Regions from separate parts of the Bombyx mori genome. Here region 2 is linked to region 1. Evidence: chromatin contacts called from public Hi-C data. All regions are on one chromosome and are shown on one strand. The core of a region is the stretch at or near the end of the contact, and the rest is flanking DNA. Distances in the headings are between cores, read along the strand shown. Region 1 holds the start of LOC101742490 (X-linked retinitis pigmentosa GTPase regulator). Region 2 has its middle 6.1 kb from the start of LOC110384972.

What was found. Hi-C and Micro-C count contacts between places; a contact is called where the count stands out from the background.
Region 2: a Hi-C map of midgut shows a contact between it and region 1, with 2.3 times the contacts expected there. The contact joins the enhancer-like site here to the promoter of LOC101742490 in region 1. A contact is called at or near these places in 5 of 7 Hi-C or Micro-C datasets (middle silk gland, midgut, posterior silk gland and 1 more).

Annotation. Positions count from the first base shown.
Region 1 is chr22:2,419,301-2,425,172 of ASM3026992v2, reverse strand. It overlaps LOC101742490 (X-linked retinitis pigmentosa GTPase regulator), which reads left to right and starts at 3,267. Exons shown (of 8, transcript XM_004924743.5): 1 at 3,267-3,368. The coding sequence starts at 3,350.
Region 2 is chr22:2,590,519-2,596,333 of ASM3026992v2, reverse strand. No RefSeq gene overlaps it. Among protein-coding and RNA genes, the nearest start is that of LOC110384972, 6.1 kb to the right of the region's middle. Within about 2 kb of position 3,798, at least 5 of the 8 cell types and tissues checked have open chromatin away from gene starts, as enhancers often do.

The DNA.
Region 1 (5,872 bases), core at 2,018-4,517:
TCGTTTTTTAGTTCATTTTAATTTTTTCTAAATTAGGCGATCATGCAATATGAAGATAGGGTACATTAAAAATATCTATATTTTTCTAAATCTTAAACAACAGGCAATCATTAATTAAACCAATCTATTCCTGTAAAAAACGTAAAATGAACAAAAAATTAATACTTTTTTAATAGCTACGGATATTTTTCAAACAGATAGTAATCTCGCGTGAGAGACTCTTTCAGTGTTGATAAACCTAGGCAAGTTCTGAAATGATCGATGCTATTCTAGAAATTCAATTTCTATTTATGTAGTTTAATTTTTTAGTGTTAGATGTTTTTAAGTATACAATTTTAATTCATTTTTAATAGTACAAAACCTCGCAGGCCGTCACGAATCTGTAATTAATGCTCTATAATAAAGTTTTCTCAATGAGTTCTTACTTCTTACTGTTCAAAATTACATTCAATAACAATTTATTATAATAATATGTATGTAAGTATGTATATTGGTATTTAAATCAGTTAGTTATATATTTCACATTATAATATACCTATATAAACGGTATATATTTTGTTTATTTTATGTATATATATTTTTATAATAATCTATAGGACACCGCGACATACCCACTACATTTTTAAATTTTCCAGAACTTCTGTAAATTAAACGGTTGTCTGGAAGAGATCGCTTTTAGCGATAAGACCGCCATTGTACAAATGTATTTGCTTTTTTGATTGTTTTTTGAATGTAAATTGGTTTTGATATGCAATAAAGTGTATTCTCACTATCTCTCACTCTCAATAACAATTTATTCCTGAACCCAATGTTGGTCTGTGACGCAAGCAAAACAAGTTCGTTGCCATTTTGAGTGTTCTACGCAGAACTGTTTAACAATGCAGGGGGGTTGTTCCTCCGCTATCCGATACGAATCGCACCGAGAGGCTAAAACACTTAAGTGGTTTCATTCATTCTATTATTTTATGGTAGGTTTTATGGCAAATAACCTTGGCTATTTCGAGTTCTCTGAACTGTGATAAGCGATTTATAGAGCTTCACAAATTACGACTTAAACCATAGACTAGGTCGATAACTCGAAGCACTTATGATCTATATATTTAGAAAATCAAAGTAAAATAGTTATTAGTGATTAAATTTATTAAATGTTTCTCAATGTGTGTATGTGTGTGTGCTTTGAAAAATTGCTTAAGATTATTCCGTCGTCACCTTTTTACCATGACACAACCCTGTACTGGAGCCGAGTTCATCCATAGTACTTGAAACCCCTGCGTTCTTCCAAACAACGTCTCCAAATATCGTTCTTACCATGGTGTTTCCCATACACTTTGATTTGAAGGGAATTCTAAACGGTACACAGTTGCTTGGTTGTTCATCTGATATTGCTGACGTCCATGATCAACACGCACGGCGGGAAGTCGCTGGATACGGAAGGCGGAGGACCGCATTATGTTGAAGGCATTGGGCGGAGGCCTATGTCCAGCAGTGGGCAGATAAAGGCTGATGATGATGATGATAATGATGATGATGATGAAAATGATGATGAAGATCAACAGCGATCGTGAGATAGTTTTTATGGTGCACGTACAGTCAAGTTTAAATGAATATCGATTAAGCCTGTTGTGATCATACCATTACCTCGTCTTCCAATCTAAGAGACTAGAAAACTGTTTCTTTACTATGATCATTCGAGAAAATCGCGATCCAAATAACAATGGATCGGGATACGAAGAATGCTCTAATTGAAAACCTCTTTTCATTTAATATCGGTTCAGAGTATTTCTGTTCTATCGCAATCATTAATCGATGCATGGGGGTCAAGGGGAGTTCGACATCGGCAAGCTTCGTAAACCTAGTTTGAAGGACAATCAGTGATGTAGGCTGATTTGATTGAAGACATAATTAGCATAAGCGGTTATGTGAAAGTGTATATATATAATGTTGTATTTAGAGCACGAAGATATAGACATGAGCAAGAAAAATTAATAATTTCAATTATTTAAATTAATTTAATTTATTTAAATTTAGAATTGCTGATACTTGAAATGATTGACTGCGTGAGTGAATTCTTCATCTTCTTCAAAGTATGAAACTTTAGATTCTCATTTGTACACAAATATTCTATTCAAAAATTCTACTTTAATTATTTATTTACTATTTATTTTTATTTATTTAATTATTATTTATTTACTACGTGGGAACCCACCATGATTATATCCCAAGAAAACCACCCTATGATGCAAGGAATGAATAAGATAAGTTATCTGATATTTAATTAGAAGATAAGAATATTCTATATGTTATAAAGAAAACGATCGTAAAATGTTTATGAAGACCATGATAAGCCTATAACTAAAACACGATAAAGCCGCAAAAATATGTAGACCTCTGGAAAAGTTTCTAACAAATCGACTATCTTTACTAATTGTGAATTAAGAGGGGGGTGAGGTAGTTCTTTTTTCGTGGTTGCCTGCGATTTCGACAACAATAACATCGAACAGGGATATAGTTCTTACGGAATAGAATTAACAAGATATAGTTGAATATTTGTAGTTTGATTTAAAATCAATGTGTTTTGTTATTCGCGTAAACCTCGACAGGTATTTCAAAGCTTACTCTGTTCCACTGCAGGTACACAAACATTTACAACATTTCTCATATAAGCGTTTCTTCTTTTATTGCCACTGTAGGCAGGCAAGCCTGTTCATCTGGTGGTAAGTCGTTACAGCCACTTGTGAACGTCAGCAACGATACGGACACAACCATATAGTTTTCTACCGCTAACTACAATTAGATTACTGAAAACTGCCCCAAAATCTTATCAATGATCAATGCTAGTGTGTGATTAATAAAATGATGGCCTACAGTATGCTACATCAAATAATCATTATATATAACATTTTATAAATATTCATTTAATTTGATATGGTTTTTTTTTTTTTTTTAAATTTTTAAGAATTCTGATAAAATTTTAATTTTAATTTTATTGTATTTTGATTAAAACATTATGTGTGAAATTTTATGGGCTTAAGTTGCCTGAAATAAACGCATTTCATTGCCATTTCACATAATAGAATTTCATAGAAATAAAAAATTAGAAAACTTTTAAACTATGACTAATATCAACTCGTCTTGCAGTGGTTAGCGTGAAATATAAATAACAAATGTTAACAAAAAAAATCATGAAATTACCGCTTTCACGAATAGCTACATCTATGTGAAATAGTGGTAGCATGAAGCCAAGGGGTGGCATGACGAGTAGCGGTCAGTTTTCGCCCCGCGCTCGACCGGTCGATCCGTGACCATGGGTCAAGTGAACGTAGAACATTAGTCGACAAACACAGCCAACATGACCGATGATATACCAGGTAAAGCTAGCATATTCAATTCAGACTATAATAAATAATAGTTTTAAAAAAACTAACAAAATACGCTTTTATGGAAAATCCAACTAAAAAATAGAAATTAATATTGAATGAAAAATAGTGTAAGAAAAAATGATTTTATGGTAAAAAAAAAACTGGGTGCTTTTCAGAATATTATCAAAATAGCCCTTCTCCTCACGGTCCTTAATAAGTATACCAAATTTCGAGTTAATCCGACGTTTTGAAGGGGGTCAAAATCATCTTCAAAGATTCCGTTACAAACATACATACGTCTGAAGCTAATAAAAGCGTATTAAAAACGTCCCTAAAATAAACATTATATTTTAGGATTTCACACACAACTGTAATGTCATTTAGGTTTAATTTTTTCAATACGAAATTCATTAACTATGATTTTGTCCAGACGAAAATGGTTCCATCTAGAATATTATTAATCATTCTACGCTTAGATCTTGCAACAATCGATTTTTTTTTGTTAATATTAATTTTCAGTCAATATAAATTTCATTAAAACCATTTGTCTATTGAAGTCTACATAAAAACTGAAGATAAAATTATCTAATTAATTTGTATTAATTTGTAGCATTCACGTAGTGTTTATCGGGAGTAATCGATTTGCTTGTAGTCTGCACGTATTATTTACATAGTAACAATTAAAATAACTTGAAGTCTGCAGTCTAGTTATTACAAATCATCTATTGTATATTTAATAGGGAAGTAAAAGAAAATCTATATACTAATACGTGAAGCAAAAACTTTGTATCCCTTTTTACGAAAATTGCGCAGACGGAAAAGTATGAAATTTTCCACACTTATAGAGAATATAGAGAAGAAGTGCACAATGCTAATATTTTTTTAAAATAATGCATAAAAGATACATTAAATCAATAAAGAAAACATTACACACACTACATACCATGTATTTGACGCACACACGCATGCATACTATTCATTGTCAAACTTTTGTTCTTGACGTCTGTGGTCAAATTGAGAATAGATTAAATATTGTTTGTCTTTATTAATATTTTTATAGTGTAGCCTTGGCGAAATTTGTGATTATAGAAGTATAAAATTACAATCATAATAAAGTACAAACTTACAATTCCAATTAATTATAGTCGAATTTCGACTACTGCGGGACCTCTAGTATAGTTAAATGCTTAAAATAACATAGAAAATCAGACAGTAGAAACATCCGCAATCGTATGTGAATTTCAATTGATTCTGTATTAACCTATATAAAAAACGAGTCCATCTAACTAGTGCGTGTTTTCTCTAGGCAGATCGACAATCTGTCGGCGGAGCAGTATGGCTTCCGAGAGGGCCGCTCAACGGTAGACGCGATCCTTCGCGTGCGGGCCCTCTCGGAGGAGGCCGTCTCCAGGGGTGGGGTGGCTTTGGCGGTGTCGCTCGATATCGCCAATGCGTTTAACACCCTGCCCTGGTCCGTGATAGGGGGGGCGCTGGAACGACATAGAGTGCCCCCCTACCTTCGCCGGCTGGTGGGTTCCTACTTAGAGGACAGATCGGTCACGTGTACCGGACACGGTGGGATCCTGCACCGGTTCCCGGTCGTGCGCGGTGTTCCACAGGGGTCGGTGCTCGGCCCCCTTTTGTGGAATATCGGGTATGACTGGGTGCTGAGAGGTGCCCTCCTCCCGGGCCTGAGCGTTATCTGTTACGCAGACGACACGTTGGTCGTGGCCCGGGGGGGGAGTTTTGCTGAGTCTGCCCGTCTTGCTACGGCTGGGGTGGCGCATGTCGTCGGCAAAATTAGGAGATTGGGCCTCGACGTGGCGCTCAGTAAATCCGAGGCCATGTGGTTCCACAGGCCCCGGAGAGTGCCACCTGTCGATGCCCATATCGTGGTTGGAGGCGTCCATATCGGGGTCGGGGTGCAGTTGAAGTACCTCGGCCTCATTCTGGACAGTCGTTGGACCTTCCGTGCTCACTTTCAGAACCTGGTCCCTCGTTTGTTGGGGGTGGCCGGCGCGTTAAGCCGGCTTCTGCCCAACGTCGGGGGGCCTGACCAGGTGACGCGCCGTCTCTATACGGGGGTGGTGCGATCAATGGCCCTATACGGGGCGCCCGTGTGGGGCCAGTCCCTGGCCGTGGGGGTGGCGAAGCTGCTGCAACGGCCGCAACGCACCATCGCGGTCAGGGTCATCCGTGGTTATCGCACCATCTCCTTTGAGGCGGCGTGTGTACTGGCTGGGACGCCGCCTTGGGTTCTGGAAGCGGAGGCGCTCGCCGCTGACTATAAGTGGCGGGCTGACCTTCGTGCCCGGGGCGTGGCGCGTCCCAGCCCCAGTGTGGTCAGAGCGCGGAGGGGCCAATCTCGGCGGTCCGTGCTGGAGTCATGGTCCAGACGGCTGGCCGATCCTTCGGCTGGTCGTAGGACCGTCGAGGCGATTCGCCCGGTCCTTGTGGATTGGGTGAATCGTGACAGAGGACGCCTCACTTTCCGGCTCACGCAGGTGCTCACT
Region 2 (5,815 bases), core at 2,549-5,048, 170 kb before region 1:
AATACACTGATCGCTTCTTCTTCTTTCTTTTTCTGTATGGAAGTTGTTTGCTTCCGACGCCATTGTTACCAATGTCGAGTTTATAAAAATACTAGCGACCCGCCCTCGCTTCGATTCGGAAACAAATTTATTATTGAGTTCTCCACTATTTAATGGATGTTATTATACATATAAACCTTCCTTTTTTTATTTTTATTTTTTTTATGATTGAAGGGTTACTGGTGGCCCGGAGGCCTTTCCAGTTTCACCAGGACAGGTGGGTGAGCAAAGGCTCAGCCAAGAGGGGTGGGATTTGCTAACAGCTACCCGAGCGCCTCCGAAGGAGACCTAACAGCTCAAGAGTAGCTGTTTCGCGAATGAATCTACTACCGGATCGGAATCGCGACCCGCTGAGAAGATCCGACGAGAAACTCAGCGAGCTGATTTATGGGTTAGGTTGCACGGCGAACTCTTTGTCGAGTTCGACGAGTACGGTTACCGAGGTCCCTAAGCCTGCTCCTAGTGTTAGAGCTGAAGGCGTCTAATGCAAAGGTTATTTATTGGATCTGATGGATCCGTAAGGACGTGGGAAGGACGTGAAACCTTCCTCTTCAATCATTCTATCTATTAAAAAAACCGCATCAAAATCCGTTGCGTAATTTTAAAGATTTAAAGCGTAGCGATTTAGTCATTATATGAATACTTTAAAGTATGAAAATTGGAGCGCAACAAAATAAAGTTGATTTATTTGAAATTTGAGATCCATTGCGATGAAGTTTAATGAAATGCGAGTCGAGATTATTAATTAATAATGGATTAATATTAAACATTAAACGAAATATTGTAAAATGGTGGAAATTCACGAAGACTTTATTGGGATTTTTGAATGAACCCGAGAGCCACGTCTAACGACTTTGTTTTACTTTCCCACACATGTACACTTTCACCAATAGTAAACGCAGACTAGGCCATCATTATTACACTTTAAGCCTGGACAAACTCTAAATAAAACGAAGTAAAACAATTCACACAAATCGGCTTTTTGCGTTACCGCCAAAAAGTCCTCGACCGCATTCAGTAGGTAACGTATAGTCATTTAAAATACATATAATCTAGGTAAAACATCAAGGCCGATCGAAAATGAAACTTGTATAAAATTGAATTCTGAAAGGTATGAATTGTAAATAACCTACTTATTCACTTCAACACAACACAAATCCATAATATTATTATTTGTCATAAATGGCCTGTATTATTTTTTATTTAACATTGAGTTTTATGTTTTGCGTATATACAAGTAGGACGACTGGCGTTTTGGTAAGGTAAAGATGCCGTATATCGATCCTGGGGTAGATTAAGTAGATTTTTAACCGTCTTCCATCGTAGAATACAATCAAACTCTCAATATATAAAATTGGTAACTTCGTTTCGAAGAATTTTAATAAGTTATGTTTGTTTGACGCCAGACAAACTATAAATAAATAATAAATAAATAATAATAATAAATATTTACTAACAATCACGCCACGTTAATTGGTCCCATGATAAGTTCGTAAAGAACTTGTGTTACAGGTACCAGATAACGAAAATAAATGTAAGATTTTTATTATACACAATATTTTAATATACATCCATAACCCTGGATTCGAACCCGCGACCCCCTTGTGTAGTGACCATGTCACTTACCACTACACCAGACGGCCGTTAGTTTACGGAACAATGATAGACAGAACATACTTTTCATTACAATTACATACTTTGACGTTGATATTATTTTATGTTGTTATCATACTCCAAATTTTACTACAGGTCAGGTAGTCGAAACGCTATTCGTGCAAGATTTACAATAAAATAACAAAACTTTACATAATAAATTATTCCTTGTGGCCGTTTTGTTCTTTTATTCAGATCCCTCTAGGCAAGGCTGAAGCAACATTTGAATTTAATAGGTAAGCGATTTCACATTCAGCCGTAAAATTTTAGGTAACGTCCTTCGGTCTTTTTTAGAAATTTTAAAAGATAGAATGGTAAGGTTAGTAGTTATAGTGTTTGTGTAAATTCAGTTAGACAATAAGGTAAGCTCTGTTATGGGTGTAATAATGAGTAATAGCGGCAAGTACCAGCAGTCTCGCAGGGCTATTCTAGTTTCATCAGGTATGTGAGTTCACGGGGCTCAGGCTGAGAAACTTTGCTAAGATCGGCACTTTTTTGTTTTTTAACTACCATCTGCCCTAGCAAAAACAGTACGTCGTTCAATCTACCACTGAAAGATCCGGTGAGAAGCTCAGTATTGTGTCTGTGGGTTACGTTCCACGTCAAAACCTTCGTCGCCTTCAACGTGTTTGACAAGAACTGTGACAGGTGTTTGGACCGCAATCGAGAATGGATCTGAAAGATAGGATTTTTTTTGCCCTTGTAGGCAGACGAGCATAAGGCCCACCTGATGGTGAGTGGTTACCGTCGCCCATGGACTTCAGCAATGCCAGGCGCAGAGCCAAGCTGCTGCCTACCGGGACATGTAGCCAGTTTTAATTTATTATATCAGGATCCCTTCAATCTTGACTCAGATTTGCCGCAGATTTGATTTGCAGCTTGAAAAAACTTCGCCTATTCATTTTATTTATACAACGAGTATTCAGTTGTTGATGTAACTATATAGTGAGGTTTCAAACTGAAAACTATTAATTTTAATGATGATACAATTTTATGATTTTTAAACTATTAAGTTTTTGTTGAAAATGTAAAGAAAACTCTTTAAATATACTTTTTAATTAAAATAAGGTTAATTCAACCACGGGACATCAATATCACTTAATGAACTGTAACGCGATGCCTTATTCATTATGCAAATATTAATTTAGCCTGTAGATAGCCTACTGATATAAGTCTAGCGTTCAAAATGCAGGATTTTATTTTTATTGCTGAGATGTGTGGACGTGCTCACAGCCCACCTGGTGTTAAGTGGTTACTGGAGCCCATAGACATCTATAACGTAAATGCGCCACACACCTTGAGATATAGTTCTAAGGTCTCAGTATAGTCACAACGGCTGCCCCACCCTTCAAACCGAAACGCATTACTGCTTCACGGCAGAAATAGGCGGGGCGGTGGTACCTACCCGTGCGGACTCACAAGAGGTCCTACCACCAGTAAAAATTTCCTTTACAATCCCTCTAAGATTCTCAACTCTAAATGTATTTACACAAGACTGATTTTGCAGGTGTTTGAACAGCACTATAATTTTTTTGAATTGTTTTCAGTAAATTTAATTACACACTTATGTTATTGTACTAAAGATCATTATTATTTGAATCAGATCTGTAGTTACGTTTTTTTACGTCTTATTCGCGTATCGGGTTAAGCGGAGTTATTTATTGTCTTGTAATCACGACGTAATCTGTGCTTATCAAATCTTTTCAAGTTAGGAAGTATGTAGTCAACATGAAAATATTGTGTCAAGGTCTACTACTTATGAGAACAACGCTTTATGATTTACAGAGATTTTTGCAAATTTTACGCGTATGGATAATGTGGCGGGTAGCCATCATACAACGCAAGATAATTGACAGATGCCTGAATCTCGCTTACGACATTTTCAAGATAAATCGCATATATACAAGTTCCGAACAACAACATTCGGACCGTCGGTCTACCGAGCAAATATCACCAGCTCGGTGGAAGATCTTCCCTTTGTCGTTTAAGCCTCCCCAAAGATAATAAGTACGTCCGGTGATTAGGTAAACGAATCGAATAGCCCTTTTCGACTTCGTCAAAGTTCTCTACCACTGCACTATTTTCATTTTATCTTGAACCAGACCATTCTATATCTTGGTTGTTGTGAGATTGTGAGATTTGCCGCGTCCACTTAACCGTTATTCCAAATCACCCGTCTACGGTAACGGCTGACATCAATAAACCCGTCAGCTTGTCTATTATGCCAATATAGAGGTATACGACAAAGGGAAAATCTTCCACCGAACGAGTGATATATCGGAAGACTGACGCGACGGTCCGAATATTGTTGTTCGAAAAATGTTCAAATACAAGCTTATCTTGAAATTTTCGTAAGCGAGATTCCGGCATATTATGTCAAATATCTTTTGTTTTCTGATGACTATCGCCACATTAATAAAAGTAACAGATTTTTTTAATACAATAAATTCTGAAGTTTTGCACTCTTACCTTGTGTAATAAGAGGAACTGTACTTTTCTTTACTGGTGGGAGGACCTCTTGTGAGTACGCACGGGTAGATACCACCACCTTGTCTATTTCTACCGTGAAGCAGTAATGCGTTTCGGTTTGAAGGGTGGAGCAGCCGTTGCAACTATACTTAGACCTTAGAACTTATATCTCAAGGTGGGTGGCGCATTTACGTTGTAGATGTCTATGGACTTCAGTTAGCACTTAACACTAGGTGGTCTGTGAGCTCGTTCACCCATCTAAGCAATAAAAAACAATCTTCAAAATAAACTGCAACAGCTAAGTAACTATCGTTCGAGTCTGTCGCGGCACACAGAAAAAAATAGATTCAATAAACTTTCCGAGAGTCAATACAACCAAAAGTTTTAAGTACAGATATTTTACTATCTTACTTAGGTATTCTATTAAAACATGACCTCATTTCAAACACTAGACACGTCAGAGAACAATTTGTTGTTACTTAAGTATTATATGTTATAAGTTGGCGATGGACGCGTCACCTGCCGATAAAGCCAGCTATTAGTCTTGATCCTGGCGACGACTATTTATAATCCACTCGGCTATGAAATAAGTATGTCAACATTGTTATACTTAACGATAGTGCATCATATCTGTCAATGTTTGATATTAATCATTGCATTATATCATTGTCAATGAGTTCGGAGTCTTATTTTTCAGTTTACTTACTGGTGCTAGGAAGTCTTATGTGTGCGCACAGGTAGGTACCAGCACCCCACCGATTTCTGCCGTGAAGCAGAAATGCGTTTCGGCTTGGAGCAGCCGTTGTACTGTTAAAACAGTGACCTCACAACTCATGTCTCGAGGTGGGGGGGGGGGGTTATTTACGTTGTAGATGTCTATCCTCCCCAAATCCTGATCACGCAGGAGCCAGTCACCGTCGACGCCCTATACACGTCCTTACGGATCCATCAGATCCAATAACCTTTGCATTAGACGCCTTCAGCTCTAACACTAGGAGCAGGCTTGGGGATCCCTGTAACCGTAGAGCTCGACGTGCAACCTAACCCATGCATCAGTCCGCTGAGTTTCTCGCCGGATCTTCTCAGCGGGTCGCGATTCCGATCCGGCAGTAGATTCATTCGCGAAGCAGCTGTTCTTAAGTTGTTAAGTCTCCTTCGGAGGCGCACGGGCACCTGTTAGCAAATCCCACACATCTTGGCTGAGCCTTTGCTCGCACCTGTCCTGGTGAAACTGGAAAGGCCTCAGGGCCACCAGTAATCCTTCAAACATAAAAAAAATATGTCTGTCCCAAATCGGAATGCATCACCGTTTTATCAATAAACGTACCGAACTCTCTAGATTTACTACTTACAATTCATTAAAATACGCAAAAAAAAACAGCCCCAATGTTCTTTAAAATCTAAAACAGCTTACATAAACCTATAATATAATGTTGTAGATTTTTGTGGTGCTCACACATCAAGCTGTCGAACTTGATCTCCTTACATGATAAATATTTCCTGTCACTCAGCTGTGACAATAACACAAATATTATTCCGTGTGCATTTTTATGCACGTCTTCAACTAAATGTCAAGTATTCGAATTGTTACATCACTCATGTTGACATTGGAGACCATTGTTGTAAAATATTTTTACTACGTGATCGCTAAGGT